Regions from separate parts of the Mus musculus genome. Here region 1 is linked to region 2. A link is a contact called in public HiChIP or PLAC-seq data. All regions are on one chromosome and are shown on one strand. Each heading gives the region's core, a stretch centred on a gene start, on an enhancer-like site or on the middle of the called end of the contact. The rest is flanking DNA. Distances are from core to core; before and after follow the strand shown. Region 1 has its middle 5.4 kb from the start of Gm11627. Region 2 has its middle 8.6 kb from the start of Ubtf.

Evidence for each region. HiChIP or PLAC-seq counts read pairs in DNA pulled down with a chosen protein or histone mark.
Region 1: an H3K27ac HiChIP or PLAC-seq map of embryonic stem cells shows a contact between it and region 2, with 11 read pairs. The contact joins two enhancer-like sites. A contact is called at or near these places in 1 of 39 promoter capture datasets (pre-B cells), 1 of 484 Hi-C or Micro-C datasets (embryonic stem cells) and 2 of 115 datasets of contacts at active chromatin or transcription factors (embryonic stem cells and pancreatic cancer cells).

Annotation. Positions count from the first base shown.
Region 1 is chr11:102,580,616-102,588,396 of GRCm38.p6, reverse strand. No RefSeq gene overlaps it. Among named protein-coding and RNA genes, the nearest start is that of Gm11627, 5.4 kb to the right of the region's middle. Within about 2 kb of position 5,951, at least 57 of the 459 cell types and tissues checked have an H3K27ac peak or open chromatin away from gene starts, as enhancers often do. A contact at or near this core is called in embryonic stem cells, where this site is marked.
Region 2 is chr11:102,324,189-102,331,155 of GRCm38.p6, reverse strand. No RefSeq gene overlaps it. Among named protein-coding and RNA genes, the nearest start is that of Ubtf, 8.6 kb to the right of the region's middle. Within about 2 kb of position 1,380, at least 5 of the 459 cell types and tissues checked have an H3K27ac peak or open chromatin away from gene starts, as enhancers often do. A contact at or near this core is called in embryonic stem cells, where this site is marked.

The DNA.
Region 1 (7,781 bases), core at 4,702-7,201, 250 kb before region 2:
ACAGTTGCTAGACTGTGGGGGGAGCGAATGTATAAGGTAAATTCTGCAGGGGACTAGCATTAATGACTCAGGAAGGAAATTGTCTCCCTGCTGATGGCAGGCAGTCCCCCAGGAGTGACACTGAATGGGATTGTCTCCTGGGGGGACTCAGACAAAAGCATCTCTTACTGCACATCTTAGAAGGCTGAAAAAGAACCTGCACTAAGCCATTCAGTGACTCCAAGCTCTCCAGTTGTGCAAGGAGCAGAGATTCCTACAGCCTCCCTAGAGCAACCCAGGGAGGCCCTGATTAAACAGACCACCTCACATCCTGAGTCAAAAGAATTCCTCTTGTTCTTCTTCTTTTTTTTTTTCTTTCTCCTTTTTCTAATTGAGATTTAAAGCCAGACCAGAGGTGGCACATGCCCTTAATTTTAGCACCTGGGGAGGCAGAGGTAGGCATTTCTCTGGATCTCTGAGTTTGAGGCTAGCCTGGTCTCCAGAGCAAGTTCCAGGACAGCCAGGAATATAAAAAGAAGCCCTATCTTGAAAAACAAACAAGCAAACAAACAAACAAAGATATATATTTGTTATTGTGTGTACATGTGTGTGCTTATATGGGTTGATGGGTATCATATACATGCAAATACCCATCAAGGCCAGAAGAGGGCGTTAGTTCCCCAGACACTGGGGTAGCTGGTGGTTGTGAGCTTCTATGTGGGTTCTGGGAACAAGCCCGAGTCTGACGCAGGTAAAGGCTCCTAAATGCTGAGCCTTCTCTCTAGCCCTGAGGGACTCTTGATTTTTTTTTTTTTTTTTTTTTTTTTTTAAGTTTTGACTGTTGCTTTTTTTTTTTTTTTTTTTTTTTTTATTTATTTATTTATTATATGTAAGTACACTGTAGCTGTCCTCAGACACTCCAGAAGAGGGAGTCAGATCTTGTTACAGATGGTTGTGAGCCACCATGTGGTTGCTGGGATTTGAACTCTGGACCTTCGGAAGAGCAGTCGGGTGCTCTTACCCACTGAGCCATCTCACCAGCCCGACTCTTGATTTTGATATATCATTTTTATACCTCAGGCTACCCTGGACATTAGGCAAGAGATCCCCTAGATCCAGCTGGGCAGTGGTGGCGCACGCCTTTGATCCCGGCACTTGGGAGGCAGAGATAGGCGGATTTCTGAGTTCAAGGCCAGCCTGGCCTACAAAGTGAGTTCCAGGACAGCCAGGGCTATACAGAGAAACCCTGTCTCAAAAAAACAGAAAAAAAAAAAAAAACAGGAAATCCCCTAAGTCCTAATAATATCCTATAAGCTATTTATTTATTTATTTTGCTTGTTTGTTTGAGACAGGGTTTCTCTGTATAGCCCTGACTGGCCTCGAACTCAGAAATCAACCTACCTCTGCCTCCCAAGTGCTGGGATTAAAGGCGTTCACCACCACTGCATGTATATCTGTGCACCACATGTGTGTAGTGCCATCAGTGGCCAGAAGAGGGCATTGTATCTACTGGAAATGGAGTTACAAACAGTTATAAGAAACCATGTAAGTGCTGAGAATTGAACCCTGGTCCTTCGGGGGGGGGAAAAAAAAACAGCAGCTAACTGCTGAACCATCTTTCCAACCCCTATGTTAGACAAGTTTCTCAACAGTGCCACCAATTTAGTCTACAATCAAGACCAAGAGGAAATCAAGGAAAGAATCATGTCACAAGACAATGCTCTGAGTGTGGAAGGCAAAACATTTCAGATGGGAGTGCCTGTAATGGTTTGGAAATGCTTGGCCCAGGGAGTAGCATTATTAGGAGGTGTGGCCTTATTGGAGTGGGTGTGGTCTTGTTGAAGATGTGTCACTGTGGGCATGTCCCACCCTCATCTTAGCTTCCTGGAAGTCAATCTTTTCCTACAGGCCTTCAGATGAAGATATAAAACTCTCAGCAGCCCCCCCCCCCCCGCCACCCCCCCACACACACACCATGCCTGCCTGGATGCTGCCATAATAATGGACTGAACCTCTGAACCTGTAAGCCAGCCCCAATGTTAAATGTTGTCCTTATAAGAGTTGCCTTGGTCATGGTGTCTGTTCACAGCAGTAAAACCCTAACTAAGACAGTGCCCAAATGGAAAGCAAGGCTTTCTACCTGTACCTCCTTTTAATTCTCAGAAACATTGGCTGTCACCAGAGAGGAAGGCTCAGGGGGACAGAATGTAAGGCTACTCTGGTCTAACAAGAGTAGGATTGAAGGGCCTAAGGTATTCTATGCTACCTCAGACCCAACACCAAACGTCTTTCTGTAAATCCAGGATAAGGAGACAGTGGAGGGATGAGACAAATTTCTTAGTAGGAAGTGGTGCTATCAGTTATCCGCACTCACCTTGGTCCTCCTTTGCCCAGTAGTACCATTGTGATGACCATCTCTGGAGAGTCCATGACCCAGTATTTTATCTGCTCTCTCGGTTTCAACAGGGAAGGGGTCCTTCTTCCTCATGCCTTCCTGAGAGTACAGGGAGCACTGCTCCTCTCCTGGGGATCACCACGTTCATGAGGGACTTACTTCCTCCAGCAAGGCTCCACCTTCTAAAAGTTCTGTAGCCTTCCCAAACAGTACAACCATTTGTGGATTGAGTATTCAGATACAAGGGCCTATGAGGGACACTTTTCGTGCAAAACAGTTTCCTCTGGTAGATTGACTGGTTGGTTGGTTTTTTTGGAGACAAGGTTTCTCTGTGTAGCCCTGGCTGTCCTGGAACTCACTCTGTGGACGAGGCTGGTCTCAAACTCAGAGATCCTCTTGCCTCTGCCTCCTGAGTGCTGAGATCAAAGGTGTGCAACACAACAGCTTGTGTTTGCTTGTTTGTTGTTGAGGGGGGGTTGTTGTTGTTTTCTTGTGACAGGGTTTCACTCTGTAACTCCGACTGTCCTGGCTGGCCTTGAATTCAACTCACAGAGATCTGGCTGCCTCTGCAAACAGTTTTCTTTTTATTGCCCTACCAAGGACAGCATCCTTTAAACCAGATACATCAGGACTTCACCAAATACAGCCAATGTAAAATGGCAGTTCGTGCTCCTATTCCTGAAACCCAAAATCTAACAGAGAGTGGAGACCAGTCCCAGGCCTCACACTAATAAATAAAGGTGAAATTCCACTTCACCCCTCCAGCCCCAACTTACACGCTCTCCTAGCCCAGACCCCAAAGGACCCCAGAATGGTTGATTGCACTAGACTTACAAGATGCTCCTTTCTGTAAACCCTTACACCCTGAGTCCCAGTACCTGTCTGTCATTGAGGACCCAAACTCCCATGTTACCCAGCTCACCTGGTTGATCCTACCCCTGGGACACAAGGACAGTCCCCACCTCTTTAGCCAGGCCTTCTCTAGGAACCCCCTTGACTTCTTGAACCCTCAAGCCAGGGTCCGCCAATATGTGAATGATCCTTTGTAGCCCACAGAAGGTCCCCAGGAAGGAACTGAGTTTACTCCTTATCTGAGAGGGGGCTATAAGGTTTCTAAAATAAAGTTCGGTTGTGCCAGCTGTCAATCAAATACTTAGTACTAGCCATAGCTAAAGAGAAAGGGACTTGGCGAGGACTGGGTAAAATCTAGCTTTTCCTTCCCATTACAAAAATAAAATAATAATAATAAAATAAATTAAACAACTTAGGGGATTTTTATGGGGAGGTTACAAGATTCTTCAGACTCTGAATTTCAGTATATGGGGAATTTGCCTGGTTATAAATGAAACCAGCCAATAAAAGAAACACAAACTGGGGCTGGAGAGATGGCTCAGAGGTTAAGGGCACAGACTGTTCTTCCAGAGGTCCTGAGTTCAATTCTCCAAAGTAGAAAAGACAAGATTCACCATCAACACGCCCTAAAGTTGGGACACCCAACTCTACTCAACCATCATCTCATCATCTTGCTGTGGGTAGACACCTTTCCCTGTATAGGATAGACAGAGAAGGTCTCTGAGGTAGTCTAAACCTTTTTTTTTTTTAAGATTATTTTATTTTATTAAGTATGGAGGTGTTTTGCCCACATCTATGTCTGTGTATTTTATACATGCAGTGCCCATAGAGGCCAAAAGAGGCCATTGGATCCCTGGAACTGGAGTTAAAGACAGTTGTGAGCTGCCAGGTGGTTGCTGGGAATTGAACCTGAGTCCCCTTGGAGAACAACCAGCGTTCTTAACCATTGAGCCAACTCTCTAGCCCCTGGCCTAGAACTCTTGACTAAACAGAGATCTTCCTGTCCCTGCCTCCCAAGTGCTGGGATTAAAGTTGCACACCCACTATGCTCAACCCAAGGCACAGTCCAAATCTTAGTTCATAAAATTATCCAAAAACGAGGACTGCTTAACAAAGCATTCAAAGTAATAACGAGTGGTCCTTCAAGGCCTCACGGATGGAGGAGGTATCAACTGCCCTAGAAATTCAACTGAATCTCTGTAGTGTCTGGAGGGAAAGACAGAGGGAAGAAATAGGTTTTTTTAAATTTAAATCAATCAAGCCAGGTGTGGTGGCGCACGCCTGTAATTCCAGCACTCAGGAGGCAGAGGCAGGCGGGTTTTTGAGTTCGAGGCCACCCTGGTCTACAAAGTGAGTTCCAGGACAGCCAGGGCTACACAGAGAAACTCTGTCTCGAAAAACAAACAACAAAAGAATTTAAATCAATCAATCAATCAATCAAAAGATGCTATCTCAAGAAATTGGCCTCCTGAATTTCTTTTCCCCTGAACTTTTCTCTTTTCTCCTTGGCCCTGGTCTGAATTAGAAATGTTCCTTCAGACCCAGCTTTCAGACCCTACAGGATCCTATATGGAAGTCCCTTCCTGAGTTAAGACTCCTCTTTAAACACAATCTATGTGCTGGGTTGTGGTGACACACACCTTTGATCCCAACACTCAGAAGGCAGAGGCAGGTGGATCTCTTGAGTTAGAGGTCAGCCTGGTCCACAAGTGAGTTTGGGGACAGCCAGGGCTACACAGAGAAACTCACCTTGGGAAGAAAAACAAAACAAAACAAAACAAAGCAACAACAACAACAACAACAACAAAAACCCTATCTCACCCCCACCACCACCTCCCAAAGAATTTTTTTCTTACCTGTCAGCATCACTACACTCCATCTCCAACTGAGACTCCACCGCCTCTCTCAGGTCCCTCAGTCCACCCAGGCTCTCTATTCCGACTTCTGAAGCTCAACTGAGCCTAAACTAGCCAATGTGGTCCTTCCTGGCATAGGTCACTCAGTGACAAAAGGCGACATTAATCTTCTTTCTTAAAGGGTTGAGAAGGTCAGACAAAGTGGTCACTTCATTTGATGGACACCCAACCCTTGCCTGCAATGTTTGTTTTCCCTCCATTGCCTGGGTCAGGAAGACACTGTTGGAGAGGGGATGTTTCCCAGGGAGAGGTGCAGGTACACGGATTTCTACACTCTGAAGTCGCCGGGAAGGGAGGCGTGGGGTTTCAGGTTGCCTTCCCCCAGGGCAAGGTCACCCCAGATAACCCTTGAGGAATTCTTTGGCCTAGGAGTTGCAGGATAGAATAACAAACCCCATTGCTGGGTTAAAGCAAAACTTGGCCAACTTCATTTGGGGGGGACTATGGCTTCTTTGAAACTGGGGCTGAACCAGTCACACTTCCCAGGCAATTCCTCCTGTGCTCAGTCTCCCCGCCCCCAAATGCCCACCTTAGCACACCCAGGAGAGTGAGGGACTCTGGAAAATGCAAAGAACTTAGCCCTGACTATGGCTCCCGTGTCGGGAGGGCCTTAAAGTGCAGGCTGCTGAGGGGGCAAGGGCTGTACTTGGTGCGCGCAGGTCCTAGGGTCCTACTTGTGGTTGGGGGGGTCAGCTAAAGAGAACGAACACCCCTCTTCTCTCCACAGCTGGTGCACCAAGGGTCCTCCTCCCTATCACAGCCCTTCCCTTAGAAAGCCTGCTGAGTCTGGAATGAGAGGAATCTGAACTACAAACCGACCTCTTGGCAGCATCCCCAACTTCTCTCCAGCCACTCCTAGGTTGCCGACTTCCAGGCAAGGCTGAAGGGGCCTAGGTGGGAAGACCCCACACACAGAGAGACACTGAAGAAACGGGGGTGCAGAAGTCAGTCGAGGGCAGAGAGACAGTACACGCGCGTTTTGTAGGTTGGGGCTTGCTCTAAGGTCCAATCGGCCTGGAACTCACAAGTTTTGGCAATCCTCCTGTCTCGGCTTTCCCAAGTCCTGGAATTATAGATGTGAGCCAGCTTGAACAAAGAATTTATATTTTCCAAACCAAAAATCAAAACCATTAACAAGTCAGTGTGCTGGAGTCACAGGATTAGGGATTTGAAACCAAGCCCACTGTAGAATGATTCAAGCTGTCGAGTCTCCAGGGTTGACAAGCAATTAGTATTACATCCTAGGAAGAAAGGACCTGTGTCCCCAGCTCTTGTCTCCCCTCTGCTTGGCTCTTTTCTCCCAAGGGCTAAGCTTGCCTGGTGCTATCTGGGCAGTATCACAGTCTGAGAATGCCCCGTGGAGGCTGAAAGAATCGGGAAAAGTGAAGAATGGTCTTTTTAAAAGATTGATGGCACAGAGCCAGAGGCCACTTCTGCCTGCCACACTTGTGGCAGACCCCAGTGTCCTGCCCACCGTCTCTGTAGCGTCCTCTCTACCCCACCTGAACCGTGTGGAACTTTGATGGTGATTTAGCCAGGGCTATCTGCGCCATGAGATGCCCAGGCAACGTACTAGAAGGGTGACCCTGGGGAAAGGACCAGGCTACAGCAGAGAAGCAGCCAGCCAGCCAGCCAGGAGCAGGAAGCCGCTTGGGGCAAGATGACCTCTTTCCAAGGGCAGTTCTGTCCAGCTTGTATAACATAGCTCCTGCCAAGGGTGGTATAGAAAGGCTCAGAGCCCACAGCAGGCTGGGGAAGGGCATTGAAAAGGGAGCTTAAGGGCTTCCTGCTGCGTGAGATGGATTAGGGGCCTGTGGGGAGCCAGTCTAGCAGGGAGAAAGGCACTGGCCAGATGCCAGAGCCCCTTGGCCAAAGACACTCTGAGACGAAGAATCCCTGGGTATCTGGTGGACTGCAAGTCCGCATCTTCCACCTGGCTGAGGGGCCCAGACAGAGTGACATATGGTGATGAGGAGACGGACCAAAGAGCACCAAAATGGAGGAAGGAAAAGCAGCCCTGCTTGAGTGAACCAGTGGACATCTCATAGGAAAATAAACAACCTCTCCAGTGATTTTTATCCAACTCTCCCCGAGCCCTTGAACTGGGTCTGTTCTTCGGGGCTGGTTCACTGCTGGGCTCTGTTTCTCTAGTCTGCAGGATGGGAGCTCTGAGGCCACCACTGGGAACAGCATAAGTAGTAGAAGCTTGTTTTGTAGTATTTTCTTTCCAGACTGGGTTTCTCTACATAGACCAGGCTGGCCTGAAACTCATTATGTAGACCATGTTGGTATCAGGACCTCCGAAGGTCCAACAGACCAGGTAGGCTTTGAACTCACAAAGCTCCACCATTCCTGGTTATATGTGGTGCTGGAGATCAGACTTGGGACTTTGTGAATGCTAGGCAGGCACTGACCGACTGAGCTATCCCGGCAACCTGTGTATGAGGACAAACCCTTCTATCTTCACAAGAGTCTCTCCATGTAGCCCTGGCCAGCCCGGAACTCATGCGGACCAGGCAGGCCTTGAACTCACAGAGATCCTTCTGTCTCTACCTCCTGAGTTTTGGACTACTGCGGCCAGGATCTTAAACAGTGCATGGTGTAGGCTCTAACAAGCAGACTAAAGCAAGAGAATCAGA
Region 2 (6,967 bases), core at 131-2,630:
ATTGCTGCCCAATGGCTACTACACGAAAGGATCGGAGAGTGGAGGGGCGCTGAGTGAGCTGTGCGCGCTGACGTAGAGCATGCTCACATTCAGCATGAGAAAGCCAAACATGAGCCGGGCAATAGCTCCATTGCATGCTCACTGTGCAAGCACGAAGACCTGAGTTTAATCCCCAGCACCCACACAGAAAGCTGGATGCAGTGGCCTGCACTTGCAATCTCAGTACCGAGGAGTCAGAGATCTGTCGGACTCACTGGCCAGCCCATGTAGCAGAATCTGATCACCCTAGCCTAACCTGGCGAACACTGGGAACAAAGACTATATACACCTTTGAGATGCATAGATTCCCAGTCTCACTAGCATTACTAGGCATATCCAGGTTGGCTTAGGGAATAGTCATTTTATTATTGGGGTATACATTTGATTTCCCCCTGATCTGACTTCCTATGTAGTATTATTTATCAAGTAAAAAGGGCAATGTAAATACTCTAGCTACTTAACTTTTGTTTTTTGTTTTGTTTTTTTTTTCGAGACATGGTTTCTCTGTATAGCCCTGGCTGTCCTGGAACTCACTTTGTAGACCAGGCTGGCCTCGAACTCAGAAATCCGCCTGCCTCTGCCTCTGCCTCCAGAGAGCTGGGATTAAAGGCATGCACCAGCATGCCTGGCTGACCTAACGTTTTTATTTTCATGGTATACACTGGTTTTCTGTTGTCTACCCCACACTGTGCACATTTTGAGCTATTGAGGCAGTTTCTGTCAAAGCACTTAGATGCCAAGACAAGAGTAGCAGACGTTGCACTAAGAGACCTGTGATATATATGATCACATAGGAACAGACATCTTTATTTGGCTTCCCGAAGGCCAAGGCCCCTCCTACATGCTTGTTAGTAGTTGACTGTAGTTCTGGAAATTGAATCCAAGGCCTCATGCACACCAGGTAAGTTATCTACTACTGAAATACCTCCTCAGGCTTTTCATTGTAATTCAGTCTTTGAGTATTCAATATTCTTGCCTCCGATTGTCAAAAATGCTAGGATAATGGTCTTAAGCAGCCAGATCCAGCTGTCCTACAGTATGGAAGGAAATGGTTCTTGTTATTCTACTTTTTTGTTTGTTTGTTTGTTTGTTTTGTTTTGTTTTTTGAGATAGGGTTTCTCTGTGTAGCCCTGGCAGTCCTGGAACTCACTCAGTAGACCACACTGGCCTTAGAAATGCCCCTGCCTCTGCCTCCCAAGTACTGCCCAGCTTGTTTATTCTACTATTAAGCATATGGCTTCTTTTGAAGGTAATATCACCCAGAAGCAAGGTTGAACACCTATGTTAGTCTGCTATTTTTATCTAAATAGTAGTGGAGTCCTGAAAGACAAGCCCACTGGTGTTGGGGTTTGGTCAGTTGCTATGTATTGTAATGCTAAATTCTGTAGGGGGGGGGTCCTGCTATGAAAGAATTCTCAAGGTTACCAGCTTTTGTTGTGCAAACCTTGTTCCTTAGTTTTTAAAACTACTAGTAAAACAAAGTGCTTACAGCCAATTACAGGAGGGATTAGAGTTGGGAGTGGAGAGGCAAGGAGGAAGAGGAGGAGGAGGAAGAAGAGGAGGAGGAGGAAACACTTTGAGAGAAGTACTGTGAGCACATGGCCAGAAGAAACTGCAAATATTGGGGGGGGGGCACCTCTGGGGAGGTAGCCAGGCCAGCAGGTTAGAAAAGTAGATTGAGGATTAGCCCCCAGTAATTGTCAAAGCCAAATAAAATAACTGATGTCTGAATCTCATTTATTTGTAAGCTAGATGGGGATAAGTTTAAATTAGTTGTACTACACATAAGCTTTTATTTTTTATTTATTTTATTTTTTTGGTTTTTTTTCGAGACAGGGTTTCTCTGTATAGCCCTGGCTGTCCTGGAACTCACTTTGTAGACCAGGCTGGCCTCGAACTCAGAAATCCGCCTGCCTCTACCTCCCGAGTGCTGGGATTAAAGGCATGTGCCACCACTGCCCACACCACATAGGCTTTTAAAAATGTATCTTAGCTCCAGGATCAAACTTCAACTGTCTCTGTTGAAGAGGACGAGGACCTACCAAACAGTGCAGCTTCTTTTCTTTGGGGAATCAAATCCTCTGTCTTAGGTAAGAAATCAGACGGAGGTCGTCCTAAAGCTAGGAGTGGTAATCAGGACCACTGCCAGGCAATAGCAACACCTATTTAAGATCAGCCAGGGAAAAGTCTCACTCCTCTAATGGACCCTTTAATGACACGAATTTCAAGTTCAATAAGTCAGACAAGCTGAGCCTTCATACCTCAGCACCCTTAGGGATGAGGAGCAGAAAGAAGAGGCAGTGGAAGGGAGAGCTTCCCTGGCTGCGAGGAAAGGATGCTCACCCTCGGGGTAGAGATGCCTGTTCAGGAGGGTTAGCCAAAACAGACTGCATCTAAGATGAAGACCAGAGCGACCCAGAGGACAGCCTCTATCTTCACCATCAAGACATCTGAATGATTACTGAATGACACCCCCCCTCCTGTGTCCTGACAGCTGACAATCATCAGAATAGCTGGAAGGAACTGGAAAACAAGGGCTGAGAGACGTGGTAACGGGTAAAAGCTTTATTTCTGTATACCTAATGACCTAAGTTTGACCCTTGGAGCGAGTCCAAAAAGAAAGATGTAGTGGCCCAGGCGGTGGTGGCCCTCTTCTTTAATTCTAGCACCCCGAGGGGCGGGGGGGAGTCAGAGGCAGGTGGATATCTGTGACTTTTTTGACCAGCCTGGTCTACAGAACTTAGACAGTCTGGGCCAAGACAGGAAAAATCTGTCTCAAAAAACCAAACCAAACCAAACCAAAAACCTTTAATCCCAGCACTCGGGAGGCAGAGGCAGGTGGATTTCTGAGTTCGAGGCCAGCCTGATCTACAGAGTGAGTTCCAGGACAGCCAGGGCTATACAGAGAAACCCTGTCTCGAAAAACAACAACCAACCAACCAACCAACCAACCAACCAACCAAACAAACAAACAAAAACCAATACCTCCTCACGCCCCAAAAATAGAGAAGCTGGGGTGTTGTGCAGATGTTACCTGGGCTGAGGAGAGGGCGGAGTCAGAGAGAGGGCGGAGTCAGAGAGGGCTGCTAGGAAGCTGCTGGCCACCCAGCCTGGAAGAGCCACAGAAACAAGAGGGACCCTGCTCAACAAGGTCTCGAAGTCTAGAACTCACAACAGGTGACAACTGTCTTCTCACCTCCATATGGGCAGCATGGCACACATTCCTTCAGTCGCACGAATGCACACAAGATGAATAAATAAATAAATAAATACCAGAAAAGACGTGAGAAGATGTCCGTTCAGCTGCTGACAGATGTCATTTTCTAGAAATATGCGCCCCCTCCCAACTAACCCAACCCCCCACCCCCAACTTTCCTCCCCTTTCTCTTTACTATTCATCTAGCACCTTTCTGGCCCTGGAGGATTGAGAAACTAGTTTGCTAGTTTATCTCCTACTTCTACTCTTGGCCCAGAATCCAGGCTCCCTCCCTGCTTAGCTGTCTTGTTCTTTATTGTCTCCACAGTTCTTAGTGGATGGGAGGTTGGGAAAGAGGGCCCAGTTGACAAGACCTGGAAACAGAGCCAATGTAACTGCTGCCATTGTCTGTAGTCGTCAGACTCCAGCTTCCTGGTCCAGCTCTGGGGACTCGTAAGTCTCCCTGGAGTTTCCAGGCATCCAAATGCAGAGTGGAGATGAGTCACTGGCTCCCTTCCTTCTGAAGCGTCCAGCTTCTTGGCTGAGCAACTACGTAAGCTTCTTTACCTCTCCAGAGTACAGACCAGGCCGTTCCAGTCCTCATTAAGTTGTTTGCATATGTCTGCAGTATTAGTTATACAAGACAAAAGAGGTGGTGGTAAGGCCTTTCATCCTAGCACTCGGGAGGCAGAGTCAGGTGGATTTCTGAGTTGGAAGCCAGCCTGGTCTACAGAGTGAGTTCCAGGACAGCCAGGGCTACACAGAGAAACCCTGTCTTGAAAAAACAAAACCAAAACCAAAACACATTATTTTTATCTTATGTGCATTGATGGTTTGCCCAAATGTTTGTGTGAAGGTGATATTGGAGTTACAGACAGTTGTGAGCTACCATGTGCGTGTTGGGTCCTCTGGAAGAATAATCATTGCTCTTAACCACTGAGCCATCTCTCCAGCCCCAACAATACTTTTTAAAAGTCTAACATAGAAAATTTGTACAAGAAGTGGGGTCAGTGCTGTAACAAAGCCTCCCTGTGGGTTTTCTATGCTATTGGTGGGCTGGGCAGAGGGATGCTGTACTTTCTGTACAGGTTTGAATTTGATTCCAGATCCCATATAAAAATCTGGGCATGAGCCAGGCGTGATGATGCATGCCTTTAGTCCCAGCACTTGGGATATAGAGGCAGGTGGATCTGAGGCCAGCCCTGAAGGCAGAATCAGTTCTAGGACAGCCAGGGATACACAGAGAAACCCTGTCTTGAAAACTCATTAAAAAAAAAAAAAGGATGCGTGTGGTGGTACCCATCTGTCACCCCAACATTCCTATGATGAGGTGCAAGGTAGAGACAAGAGAATTGCCATAAAAAGTCGAGAGCCAGCTAGCCTGGAATATTCTGCACAGCACAGAAACAGGAGAGATCCTACCCTACTTCAACAAGGCAAGAGACAAAATCTGATTCCCAGGAGTTGTCACTGATGCCCATGTACATACTGTGGCTTGTGTATGTCTGCATTTACATACACAGACAAGTACATCCACAGAGAGAAATATTTTGGGGGAAAGCAGGAGAGGCAGGAGGAGGAGAAAGAGGAGGAGAAAGAGAAAGAGGAAAGAAGAGGAGGAGGAGAAGGAGGAGGAGGAGGAGGAGGAGGAGGAGGAGGAATCGCCATCCTTTGATCTTTGGAACTATAGATCCATGCCAGAAAGCCAAGCTTCTAGAATCTTTTGCAACTAATATGAGGGAAAAATTAAGAGATTCAGATTAGAGAAATTCTAGACCAGCCGTTCTCAACCTGTGGATCAAGACCCCTCTACCTCTGAGGAATGCACCAGTCCTGTACTAGAGTTTTTATCCACTGCCTCTCCTGATTCTCAGGCCTTCAGACCTGGACTAGACCCACACCATCACATCTCCTGAGTCACTACAGACCCAGAGAGTTCCGAACTTCCATGTTTATATGATCTAATTATTATCTACCCACCAATCCAACCCCATCTGTTTTCTCCTTTTCTTTCTTTCTTTCTTTCTTTCTTTCTTTCTTTCTTTCTTTCTTTCTTTCTTTCTTTCTTTCAACAGGGTTTCTCTGTGTAGCCCTGACTGTCCTGGAACTTGCTCTGTAGACCAGGCTGGCCTCGAACTCAGAAATCTGCCTGCCTTTGCCTTCCAAGTGCTGGGATTAAAGGCATGTGCCACCACTGCCCGGCCTTTTTTTTTTTTTTTTTTTTTAAAGATTTATTTATTTATAATATATGAGTACACCTTAACTGTCTTTAGACAAACCAGAAGAGGGAATCAGATCTCATTACAGATGGTTGTGAGCCACCATGTGGTTGCTGGGATTTGAACTCAAGACCTCTGGAAGAGCAGTCAGTACTCTTAACCGCTGAGCCACCTCTCCAGCCCCTCCCATCTGTTTTCTATTGCTAGCAATGGAACAGCATAGTTTGGGTAACTTTAAAAGAAAAGGGGGGGGCTGGTGAGATGGCTCAGTGGGTAAGAGCACCCGACTGCTCTTCCGAAGGTCCGAAGTTCAAATCCCAGCAACCACATGGTGGCTCACAACTACCCATAATGAGATCTGATGCCCTCTTCTGGAGTGTCTAAAGACAGCTACAGTGTACTTACATATAATAAATAAATAAATCTTAAAAAAAAAAAAAAAAAAAAAAGAAAAGGGGGTTGTCTGGGGTACTAGTTCCCCCTGCCCCACAGTTCTGAAAGCTGAAAATCGAATACTACATCTGTTCATGGCAACTTTGCCATAGTCCTTGAGTAACACAAGATATTAGGTGGGGGGGGGGGTAAGGGGGACTTTTGGGATAGCATTTGAAATGTTAATGGAGAAAATACCTAATTAAATAAAAAAAAGTAAAAAAAAAAAGGATATTAGGTGGTAAGAGACAAAGTGTGTGTGTGCACGCATGCTTGTGGATGTGCGCGTGGGAGCGCGTGGGTTCTTTCTCCCTCTGAAGAATTTTCTAGGATACACTAGGTTGTGCTCAGTAATGCAAAAATCCCAACACTTGGGAAATGGAAGCAGGAGACTTGCCATGAGTTTCAGGACACCCTGGGCTACACAGAGGGCAAACCTCTCTCCAAAATGCAAAAAAAAAGAAAAGAAAAAAGTTTAAGCAATTACAAATATATCATCTCAACACTCGTGATATTGAGGCAGGAGTGTTCAGTGCTAGTGTAGACAAGATCATGAATTCAAAGACAACCTGTGCAAGATGCTGTGTTTAAAAAGAAAAAGGGAGGGAAAAAAGCTGGGCAGTGTTAGCCCACTTCAATCCCAGCACTTGGGAGGCAGAGGCAGGTGGATCAACAGAGTTAGTTCCAGGACAGCCAAGGCTGTACAGAGAAACTTTGTCTGGAAAACCAAACCAAACCACAATTACATCCTAACCAATCTGGCGAAAAGGAAAAGTCTAATAGTATCTAGCATGAAAACCCCAGAGCCCCTGGAAGTCCACACATTCCTGGGGGTAGTGGATACTACGACCATTTTAGAAATCACTTGGTGACTGGGGAGTGGTGGCATAAACTGTAATCTCAGCACCTAGAATGCAGACACTGATGGAGCTTGTGAGTTCAAGGTCAGCCTGGTCTAAGAGAGTTCTAGGACAGCCAGGACTACATAGAGAAACTCTGTCTTGAAAAACCAAAACCGGGGCTAATGAGATGGCTCGGCAGGTAAGGGCACTGACTGCTCTTCCGAAGGTCCTGAGTTCAA